Linked DNA regions of Zea mays: region 1 is linked to region 2. The links are chromatin contacts, called in public Hi-C maps. All regions are on one chromosome and are shown on one strand. The core of a region is the stretch at or near the end of the contact, and the rest is flanking DNA. Distances in the headings are between cores, read along the strand shown.

Evidence for each region. A called contact is a pair of places that touch in the nucleus more often than the background predicts.
Region 1: a contact with region 2 is called in a Hi-C map of leaf, with 2.2 times the contacts expected there. The contact joins the enhancer-like site here to the promoter of LOC100284398 in region 2. A contact is called at or near these places in 9 of 25 Hi-C or Micro-C datasets (bundle sheath, ear, leaf and 2 more).

The regions. Positions count from the first base shown.
Region 1 is chr6:140,955,272-140,960,926 of Zm-B73-REFERENCE-NAM-5.0, reverse strand. No RefSeq gene overlaps it. Among protein-coding and RNA genes, the nearest start is that of LOC100284398, 49 kb to the right of the region's middle. Within about 2 kb of position 4,311, at least 13 of the 20 cell types and tissues checked have an H3K27ac peak or open chromatin away from gene starts, as enhancers often do. A contact at or near this core is called in bundle sheath, ear and leaf, where this site is marked.
Region 2 is chr6:140,908,081-140,914,395 of Zm-B73-REFERENCE-NAM-5.0, reverse strand. It overlaps LOC100284398 (IAA16 - auxin-responsive Aux/IAA family member), which reads left to right and starts at 5,051. Exons shown (of 6, transcript NM_001365325.1): 1 at 5,051-5,264; 2 at 5,367-5,448; 3 at 5,597-5,886; 4 at 5,982-6,108; 5 at 6,219-6,282. The coding sequence starts at 5,159.

The DNA.
Region 1 (5,655 bases), core at 3,062-5,561, 47 kb before region 2:
ATGCGTCGAACTCCCACCTCATAAATATAAGTCTGTTTAGGTTTGTCCGATGCTAGTTCATTACTTTGTTTGGTTATTTACATCTAATTTACATGCTTCTAAACTCAATAATGTAAAAAGTATTGGCCGATGTTTGTAGTAGAGGCCAAAATTTGTCCTAGATTGATTTATTTTAAATGGCATGGCATGCCCTTTATTGATAAAGGGATAGTATGGCTCAAGCCATGATCGCAAAAAGGGAAAAAATTAACTACATCGCAAAGTAGCGAAATGGCTAAGTATTTGTTTGGCACAGCTCAACTCATCAGTGAAGCTGCTTTTTTAGCATCACACACAGCTTTCTCAGTGAATCTAATGCTGTTTTGAAGGCCTGTTTGGCAACACAATTTTGTATTTACATTGTTATTGCTTAACAACACCAGGGTGCATAGAGTACTAGAGAGAGTTAGGAGGGAGAACGACACATGTTGGCGATCGTGCTGAACATTGGCACGAGTAGGAGCCACCATGCTAGCAATTAGAGAGGTTCGGCCACAATGTGCTTAATACCATACATCCTATTGCTATTGCTACTCATTGGTTCATGAACACAAAGAAGGAAAAGATTATAAGTTCAAACACTATTGAGCATCAAGACCTTCAAGCTCTCCCTCACCTCATGGTTGTGATGGCAGTTCTACTCTAATGGTCCTAATCCACATTTATGTCTACCTACTAGATGGACTCCAGAGCAAGATTGTCCAGATCTTATTAAATTGGTCTAAATCCTCTATGGCGTTCCTAAATACCCTATTAAAATGTTTCCCATCCCCTCCCTTCTATAGTACAATGGAAAAGAGAGGTTATATAAACCTCGGATTCCACTGGCTAAGTGTGGGAGAACCTGCAATTTACACTTGATTTAATTGAACCATCAACCACTCCACCATGACAAGAGATAACATATGTGCATGCTATGGTTTTCTACATGCTAACCCACATCAGAGGGTGAATGTTCGATCAAGAATTAATTTAAAGTGAAAGCAAATCTTATTGTCCTAATGCATGTCACACCAGAATCAACACATGTACCATACAAGTTGTGCATCACCATAAAATCAAGAGAGAAAATTTTACAACACAAATTCACATAGAATTTAGATTACAACAAGTTGTCCAACAACTAAATAAAGTTTAGTGTTCAGGTGTTTAGAACCTCCTCTCATGGCTCGTGATGATGCCAACTCATGTCACATAGTTTTAAGAAGAACACAACAATAACATAAATATAAAAGGCGATGGAGCTACACAACATCTCCATGAAAACATCCACAATATAGGTCATGACCGCATAGACTCACTTCTCGCCTGTCAGGGAACGACACGGTGGAAGTATCCATATTCGGTCTTTTGCTCACTTGTAGCTTAATCAACATAACACCATGAGTACAAAAGTGTACTCACAAGACTTATACGGTACAAATAAGTCAAGGATCATGCATATGGTAGTAGCAAAGAAACAAACCTTAAGGTTAAGTAAAAGTTTGCATAAAAGCCTATCTCATCATAACCTTAGTTTTTGATCATGAGAGGTGAGACACTTTCTATTTACTATAACGTCTTATATTTGTATAGCTCGAACCCAACATATATTTTTAGTTGATAGAAGATATTCATAGGTATATAAGGTGTGAACAAGTGATGCAAATATCAACATAAACCGAAAACTATGCAACGCTTCCAAAGGTGTTGAGCATTGTTGATAACCGTGAGCACGAGAATTTGAATTAATTTGTAACCTTGCAAGGATGTACTTCTTTACCCACATGGAAAAGGACCATATGACTCATCCACTTAGCCATAAGTGAACATGGGGGTACTTATGTCAACCTTTCCCAAAGAGCCTCGAACTTATGAACGCATGCCTAGCTTGTGCGAGGAGGCCTACATAAGTCCATGGGGACAACCCTAGGCATGCTCTACCTAGTCAGATAGGACCACACATATAAGACCGTGTCCATAAGAATGGATCAATCAAGGTAATTAGCTCATCCTTCCTGTGGGGGATAGATATCCCCTGGGTCCTCATAGCGTGGATTCAGTACATGGGCCGTTGAAGGGCCTAAGCAGGTCAGGCGGCTAATTTCATAGTTTGATCGACCAACTCAGACCCTAAGACGGTGAGAAGGCGTGGACAAGGCAAAGCAGCGTTTGTTTCAAAGGTGTGAAGACTCACGCGTGGATCAAAAACAAACCCTGAGATCATGGACTAGTAGTTAGGAAGAAAACCGACTTGTAACCCTGAATCTGTCAGCCTATATAAGGCAGGATTGAAACCCCTGCGATTTATCAGTAGCTCCCATCTCATAGCTATTCCATACCAAAACCTCAAGCTACCAGGGCACCATTATAACCTCGGGTTCAGAGCAATACAATCGCTGCAACACACATGATGTTGGATTTATGCCTTCTGCTTGCCTGAACCTATATAATTCTTGTGTCATGTCGTGTTCCACGCGAACCATCAAGCTACAATCGATTTCGCCAACCATAAAAAGCACCCTGTGATACATCCCGTGGTGCACTGCCGGTACCAAAGACCAATAGTTGACGTGCCAGGTAGGGGAGGTGACATCGACTAGCTCCATGGCCATCACCTTCGCCAACAACGTCAAGTTTGTTTTCGGTGACGTATTCCACTTTGGATCTATCTCGCTAATTACCAACCAGAATGGTGACTTGCACCTCATCAGCGATGCAATTGGGAAGACATGGGGCTAGATGACCGTCACACCGACTTAGAAGGGTTTGTCATCTACGACCACTAAACCTGCAACGTCAGGCTTGTCCTTCTAGTTCTCTGAGATCCTCGTCATTAATGGCAGGGCAGACGATGGTGACGTCTCTAACGACGAGCCCACTGAAGAGGGAGAAGACCTACAACGGTGCAACATGCACCACCGTAGGAATCGGCATCGCAACATCCGGCGTCATCATATCACCGACGAGCAGTTGCTGATCCAGTCAGTCTCACATGATGAAGAATCCGAGGTTGGCGAGACTCGGAAGAGCAGGAGCTTCACCGACAGAGGAACAACCGATAAAGGAACCGTCATGGCGCCTAGGAATGGGAGTAGGTCGAGCATGATCATGAATACCGACGCGGTTGACTACACGCCCCGCGCAACTTGCTACCAAACTTCATCAGGGCCATGCAGACCCCGAGTCAAGCCGGCGGCGTGCTCAATTAGGGCAACAAAGTGAAGTACTCGGCACAAAATAGGCGATTACCGATCAGCAAAGGGCAGGTCCCGGTGGTAAATGAGCTGATCTCACCGAGGTTGCTGCTATGCTTGTCGGTTCCCGACAAACCTCGACGCTCAGCAAATCCAACTGAACTCACCAAGATATTGCTGGGAAACGATGAAAACTAAGCGGATCTCGGTGGCTATGCGATGGGATCGGTCGTCAATGTCACCTATTAGGGAGAGGAGCAGAGAGAGTGAAAAGGGAAAGATGTCGTCATCCGTTCGGTTGGAGAGTGTATGGGATCGGGTTAACGGATTATAGAACAAATCAAATTTATTTGTGATACCGAAACATGAATTTTTGAATAAAAATATATCCCTGGGCTTCTGAGAATCTCTAGTTTTTTAAAATTTTCCCATTTGTTTTTGAATTTCAAACATTTCATACGGAATCTTTGAAATATTTCGATGGTTTTCGAAACCACCTAGTAGCGAGAATGAGAAAATTTGGTGGAGTTCGCCGGAATTTGAACAGGATTTCTAACCCTGGCCTTAGCCAAGTGAGAGACCTCGACGTGATCGTTCACGTCATGATCATTAACGTCATTGGCCACACTACTGCCAATGATACATTAACGTCATGATCGTTCACGTCATAGATCGTTTTCGACGTGATTGTTCACGACACAGATCCTACCTCTGAGCCGAGGCCACACTACGTCATTGGCCACGCTACTGCCAACGATACATTAACGTCATCATTGTTCTAAAGATGGAATTATTTGCGGAAATTAAATATGTTTCTTTAATGCCAAAACAAAAAATGTGGCCTTTCTGTCGCATTGATAGATGGCTGATGGGGCCAGGGACAGAGGACAATCAACGTCTAAACTACCAGCAGTACCTTATCTCCTCCACGCTTGATTTGGCTTGATGTGAAGTACCGAAGGTGAGAAGGATGTCACCACCTTTGCCCCCGGGTCGCATGCTCATGCACGCATGTCATGGCGCGGTGCCGGTGGGCGACTGGGGCTGGGCGCACGTCCCCTTCGCTGTTTCAGGATGTGCGCCAACGACGGGATTTGCACCGCGTGTTGCTCCTCCATTAGCTCATAGAGCACACCTGCGTGGGCCACTACAGCCAGTGGTCTACAGCTGCATTGTGCTCTGTCTTGAGAGTTGAGCCTGACCGGTGCTAGCAATATATAAGACAAACACCAAAGCACGTCTTGTTCATTTTCTTGGCATTATTGTCTCAAAGTGTTAACGAGTAACTTGATTTGGCTTTGAGTGTGTTTACTTGTAGGCCAAAGTACTCTCTCCTTTTCAAAAAAATCCATTAAAATAGATACCTTATTTTCTAAGGAGGCAAACAATCAAATTTAACCATGTGGCAAGACGAGGGATGACATAAGAAACATCGATTTCCATTAAAATCTTGTTGTCTACTTATAAGGTGTTTGGTTTGAAGAGTCAATCCATTTTAGATGAGATAGTACATCATGAGTCCATTCAACAATTTGGTGGAATAAAATCGTATCTCATATTATTCCTAATAATTATCCTATGAGGAATGAAATGGTGATGAACCAACTCATTCCATTCCATAAACCGAAAGAAAGCGAGGTGTGAGAAAATGATGGGTTGCCTCATCACTCAAACCAAACACGCTATTATTGCCCCAGTACAGGGATGCAAATATTACAAACTGTTTTTGGCCGACTGTCAGACCGAAGAGTTTCATTATTCATACTTTTAATACATTGTCATTGTTACCCTATGTTTAGGTTCAATCGTCTTCCTAATTAACCGTTGGCTAACATCTCGCTCATAGAATGCACCGAACCCACATCTGTTCACCCCTAATAGTTTGCACATACTCTCTACCAAATGCGCTAGCGGCTTGAAAATTGCATGTCGCCCTTCAGTTTTCCGCTTTTTCTCCTCAAGCCCGTGTATAATTCATCTGGCATCTTCCTAAAAAATTTCCCTTTATCTCTTCTACAGACATTGCCTAGATAAAAAGTTTGTCATGGAAGATAAAAACTAGTCATACTCGGATCAAATATTTTGACCATTTTACCTTGTGTGCCACTCTAAATTTGTAGGCACTGAAATTCATTTCTTCATGTTGTCATGCCTTTATGCTTAGACAAGGATGAGAACAATCGTACAACAGTTCTAGCAATACCCCCTCGTTTTTATCATCAATTCATGCACGAATATACTTGAATTAGAGTTTGACCTAAAAGAAGAGACACTCGAATCACACATAAATCAACCCATACATTGGGATGAGTTGTAAAGTGGGATGACTCTGCCCACGAACTAGATTATGCCATGGTTTGGGATGAAGGAATTCAAGGTTCTCTTGTACTTACGTTTTTATTTTCCCATTTTTCTTTCCAATGTGTAGAGGATGATGTAA
Region 2 (6,315 bases), core at 3,802-6,301:
AATTGGCTTTCCTCAGCAAGTATGTGGTATCCCATGACAAGGTAATAATTATTAGCTTCTAATGGCAGTCGACTAACATGGTGAGCTATTAACTGTTACAAAGGTCTACTGTAGAGATGTGATTGTTAACCTAGTAATTATATGGAGATCAAGTTGTGGATTGAATTGAACAAAATGCTTCCAAATGCGGTTTGGTGAAAGTGCCATCTCGAAAGGCTAGAATACTAATGTTGATGTTTGAGCATAAACTAAGACAAACCATTAGATAAATGATTAAACACTTCTAAAAAATATGACGAAAAGTTTTGAGCCGATTGGGCAGATTTGTTGGTAGGGAGGTAGCTAGGGCACCACCAATTGCAGCAACTGGGAGGAGAACCGGAAGCAACACAATCCTGTGTACACCAAGATCGATAGCCTTGGTACATCAAGGACAAGTAAAAAAAAGAATGATCATATTTTGCTAATAGTTGAAGAAAATTCGCCCAAAAAATCTACCAAACCCAAACCACCAAACCGAATCCTAACTATATCTTTTCAACAACCTCTCTCCTGCAAAATCGTGCAACCCACATCTGTAGAATACCACCATACTGTAACCTCACAAAGCAACCCGCACACCCCAATCCAAGAGTAAACTGAATAATTGACTTCCCCCTCCATGAATATCCTAGAGTCCACAGCGCATGCATAAAGTCATAAACAGTAGTGCATGACAATGCTGCTATTTTATCATAAAAAGTAACCAAATCAATTCAAACATGTTGAATTTTAGTAATTGAAAATACGAGTCATTACACCTTATTCATTTGGATCTGACACAACAGTTCAACATTCCAAAATGCTCCATCAGATTCAGACAAACAAAACTGGTGCAAACCCGAATGGAATCCTCCTGCAGATTGTGACGCTGCTCAGAGGAACTTCCTATACGGCCGCCCGACATCCTCATCCTGCATATGCTGCATCCAAACCAGTAGGTACGAATAAAAAATCAGTCTTAGGGTTTGGGCAAAGGAGGGAGGGACAACGGAACAACAATAGGGGCTCTTCTGTCCTCCAATCTCTGTGTCTCCACTGGTAAAACATAACTGGGAAGGAAGACAACCCAAAACCCGTGATAAATATGTCAGTCCAGGATCCATTAAGTCTGTGCATCCTAGGAGTAAGTGGGACGATTATCAAAAGATCTTAATAATATGGACAGTAAAGTTGAGGTAAATTACTCAGCTTTCGTACTCTTCTTTCTTCTAACTGATTCTCCCTCTCTCTCCTTCCTGATCAAAAGAATAAACAACCATGAAACAGAAAATACAGTGTAATGCTAGCTTACATCGAAAATGTTTAAAGAGTAATGCTATCTTACATCGAAAATACAGTGTTCCTGTCTGCATATCAGTCATTCCTATCAATATCATCAAACCTCTGACGAAACTGTACATAACAGACATTCCTATCAATAAGGAAGCATGTAGCTTCTCGAAGAGCCTTGCTATATACTGATGTAGTGGTCACATTTAACATGTATTGCCCATTAGTAAGGACAGTCACGAACCTGCAGAAAACATTAAACCTCCATTGCGAAGGAGCTCGACGTGTCCCGCACCACCACGCGCAGGAGCTCCAGCGCCTCCTCCATCATCTCTGGCTACGGACGTGTAGAGGTGTTTCTCGCCTCCCAGGGCTGTCCCACACCACCTCGCACAGCCGCTCCAGCGCCTCCTCCCTCATCTCCGGCGGCGGCGGCCTCTGGGTTGAAGCGACAACACATGCGTCAGGCAAGCCTGCGAGGCCTTGGGCCCGCCGTAGAGGTCCTGCTTCCAACGCGAGAAGGCTGTTGCAAAGGGGACCCGCCGGTTAACGTCGCGTGCGCAGATGAGGACGGGCGGGCGTGGAGCAGTTGCAGCTCCCGGGGCATCCTCCTTCTCGCGACCCTGGGGTTGAAGCGGGTGACTAGCGCGGAGAACGTGAGGGCGTGGGCGTGGGCGCGCGAAAGAGGATGAGGACGGGGACGGGCCACCAAACGCAGATCTGACCTGACCCAAATGCGGACGGCGGTGGAGATCGTGGGCGGGGCCGCGCGGATGAGGACGGGCCGCCAAACGCAGATCTGACCTGAACCAAGTGCGGACGACGGCGGAGATCACGAGCGAGGGTGGTGAAGACGCGGCAGAAGAGATCGCTGGAGAGCGTGGGCGAGGGCAGGTGGGGCGCGGTTGTGGACGGGGGCGGAGGCGAGGGCACCATGGCACCGGGAGCTGCGGGCATCACGCTGGGGGGAGGGGGAGGGGGCGCGGGCATCGCGGCGTCGGGGAGGAGGGACAATCGCGGCGCGGATACGGGATCTGCGCGCTTGGGGACTGGGGAAGATCGCGGAGGGGAGAGAGGGCAGAACCGTGCACCACACGGGGATGTGGACGTCTACAATAGAGCCTTATAGAGTAGTAATAGATTACCATTCATAACCGGTCAAAGAGCTACTAGTTGGCGTTGGAGAAGACTAATATACCCCTTGTGTCAATGAACCCCTTCCATGCCCTTTCAGCAGCTTAGCTTTGAAAACTCCATAACATCAATATAAAACGTAACAGTAATATGACAACAACATTTTATAAAAACTGTTACACAGTTATATTTATATTCTAAAGTTCTCAAAAATAAGTTTATGAAAGGGTACGGAGGGGGTTCATATACAAGATACTAGAGTATTTTAGTCTTCTTTAGCACCAACCAATAGCTTTTTAACTGGTAATGGACGGCATAGCATTTAAGGTACTAAAAATTAAAACTGATAGTATTAGAAGAAATATTTTTTTTATGATAGTGAAGGGATTGTTATAGCTTTGGACGGAGGAAACAGCTATACTTTGGTTGTAAGTGCAAAACGGCAAGGTACTGGTGCACTTGGGGAGATTTGACTGCTCGAGCATGATGGGGGCTGGAGCTTTCCGGTTACCGGCCTCTGTCTGACTGTCCCTCCCCGTTCCGGCACTGCATTCCCATCCACAAATTCAGAGGATCCCAATCCTGTACTTTGCTGCAGTGAACGGGGAAAAAAACAGGAGAGAGAGAGTGTGTGGATTGAGACTTGACTGTACAGCAGCAAACAGCACAAGCAAATGCTGCGCCCGCGAATCTCTCGCCTTTTTATCGCTGTCGCTCCTCTCTCTCTCTCCAAACCTTGTCCCATCCCATCTCGCGCGAGATCGGCGCAGCCGCGCAGCTTTCCCCTCCCTTGACCTTTCCACCGGTCTCTGCGCTCCTGCCCCGCCTGCTCCTCGGGCGTAGCGACCGCCGACCGGCTGCGGCTGCTGCAGGTGCTCGAGTGGAGCTCTGCTGCGTGCTCTGTGCTCTCTCTCCGCTTTCTCGTTGCAGTTGCAGCAGCCGCTTCATGTCACCCGTCCGGCCAACTAGCGCATCCCACGTAATTTCTCTAAAATCCTTAATTTTAGTGGATGTATCTTCTTCCTAGCACCAAAGACAAAGAAAAAAAATACGGTATAGCTCAAAAAATAAAATCTGTAAGAATTATGAATCAAACTCAAGACCTGCTGCTAGAATAAAGACAACACATCCACCACACCACGTCTTGTTTTGTTGTTATAGTAAAAGATATGAGAGCTTTTAAAAGTAAGGTATAACCGATGCCACACTAAGCCAAAATAGCTCCTCCGCCACTGAACACCACTGTCAAAAAATTGGACATTAAGAGAAAAAAATTCTTTGGCAAGATGAGGGAGACAGGAAAAAATACCACCTTATTAAGTGGGATAGAGTTTGTGCTAACACGAAAAAAGGTGGGCTTACAATTAAAGATTTGACAGTAATGAATATTTGTCTAATGTGCAAATGGTGGTGGAAACTTGAATATGAAAAAGGAACCTGGCAAGAGATTATGAACATAAAGTATATTCATGGAGACAGTATTTTGAATGTTGGCCCCAAGTATTTTGATTCTCATGTTTGGCGTGACCTGTTGAACATCAGAACGTACTATACCATTGGGAGACAGGTTATTATTCGATCGGGTAATAAAACCAAATTTTGGGAGGACCCTTGGATCGACGAAATTCCCCTGGCTATGTCTGAACCAGACCTGTATGATGTGTGTAATGGTAAATATCTTCTCGTTCAGACTGTTAGGGAGAGGGATGGCCAGTTGACTTTAGAAGATGGTTGAATGACGAAAACAGAAGTAATTGGGATAAAATTATGGAGAAATTCCAGGCTTTTGAGTTTCAAGAATCAGGAGACTGTGTCTCCTTGAAATGGGGCCTGAGCAAAAAAGGAGTTGCAGAATGTACTACATGATGGGGGCAAAACTTCTTCTGAAGGCTGCGAATGCTAGGAATGCAGGAAGAGAGCTGCAAGGGAGCAATGAAGCTGGTGACCAGACACTGGAAATGGAGTGATCGTCGGTCGATGACTGCTGATTGGTCGTTTGGTGACAGGAGCCTCCATTGGCTGGACGGTCTTTGTTATGTTGATTTCTGGCTGTGCGCTGTGTCGCATTTTGTTGCAATAATTTGACTACTTTCTTTGGGTGATGTCCTACTACTTGATGTCATGTTGGTAGATAATGTTTGGTAGCTGTCGATGACCTGAATCAGGTCGATTATGTTTACTTTCCTTGTATGTCGGTGCTTGATTGCTTTTGCGACCGAAACGTACGGTTGTATTTCTGTTATGCAAATAATAGAAATGGAGGTTCTTCGTTTAAAAAAAAATAATTAGTACCGAAAGATAGAGTTTTGCATTTGCTTCTATAATAATTTTCAAAAAAATATAAATATTATAAAAAGTTTTTAAAATTCTAATTAAATTTGAGAAGCTTTAACTGTAGATGAAGACGTGTATAAGAATGTCTTGCACTGTTTATAAATTAGGGTTTGAAATAGAAGTTGAGATAGAAAGTGAAACGGGTGTTCGAGATAGTCTTATAACTTCAATTATGACAGCGGCCGCCGGCCAGCCTGTGTCTCTCTGAGTGGCTCACCGCACTGCGCCCCGTTTCAGAGTGGTAGCAGTGCTGCGACTGCGTGCACAGGGTATATAGATAGATAGGAGTACACTGCGTAGGAGACAGCAAGAGGGCGAGGCTGTGTGTGAGAGAGGGGGAGGCAGAGAACATTCGGCAGTGTGAGAATCGGAATCGGAGATGGCTTGGAATGGCCGCTTCGGCGACGACGAGGAGGGGAGCGGCCTTGAGCTCAGCCTTAGCCTCCCGGGCTACTTCTCCGGATCGCCAACCCAAGCTGCAGCAGGTGCCGCCGCGTCCTTCATGTGCCTCATCACATACGAGCTAGTTCCATGGCTTGGCTTCAATTAACCCATCGTTGTGTTCTGTGTTCGCCTGGTGGTTTCAGGTTTCGAGGACAAAGCAGACGGCGGCTCTGCTGCTGCTGCTGCTGCTGGGCGAGCAAAGGGAAGCAATGGCTTCAAGGCCAGGTAACCGATGAACCTTTCATTCTTTCTCGCCGCCTGTGCCTTTGGTTGCTCCTCCTTTCTTTTTCTGAAACGAAACCCAGAACAGAGTTACTGTCGTAACGGCGCCTCATCATCTGAACTATGAACTACCTCAAATTCAACTCCTCAGGCCGGCGGCAGCTGCTCCGGTCGTGGGATGGCCGCCAGTGCGCGCGTTCCGGCGGAACCTCGCCTCGGCGTCCTCCAAGCCGTCCCGCGATCCGCCACCAAGCCACAGAGGAAACGAGTCCGCGAGCGTCGGCGCCGGCGGCAAGGCCGTCGAGGGCGGCAACAAGGGCCTGTTCGTCAAGGTCAACATGGACGGCGTGCCCATCGGCCGGAAGCTCGACCTGGGCGGCCACGCCGGCTACGACACGCTAACCGCCGCCGTCGACCACCTCTTCCGCGGCCTCCTCTCCGGTGCGTGCGTGCGCGCGCGCGCATCACCACGCAACCACGCGAGTTTTGTATGAACTGACGTCTGACGATCGACCTCTGTCTGCCTTTGCCGCCAGCTCAAACGTCGGGACCAGGCGGCGAGCGGCAGGCGGTCGCGGGGATCCTGAACGGTGGCGGCGAGTACACGCTGGTGTACGAGGACGACGAGGGAGACCAGATGCTGGTCGGGGACGTGCCGTGGCAGTGAGTTCGCCCCCTCTGCAGCACCTCACCAGATCGCTTCTCGTTTTCGCGCGCTTGCTCTGTCTGCTGACGGACCAAGCTTTCTTGCGTTTTTTTTTCCTTTTTTTCAGGATGTTCGCCGCCACCGCCAGGCGTCTGCGCGTGCTGCGGAGCTCCGATCTCAACCCCTCGTCGGTCAGTGGACGCTGCGCTGAAATCTTTTTGCTC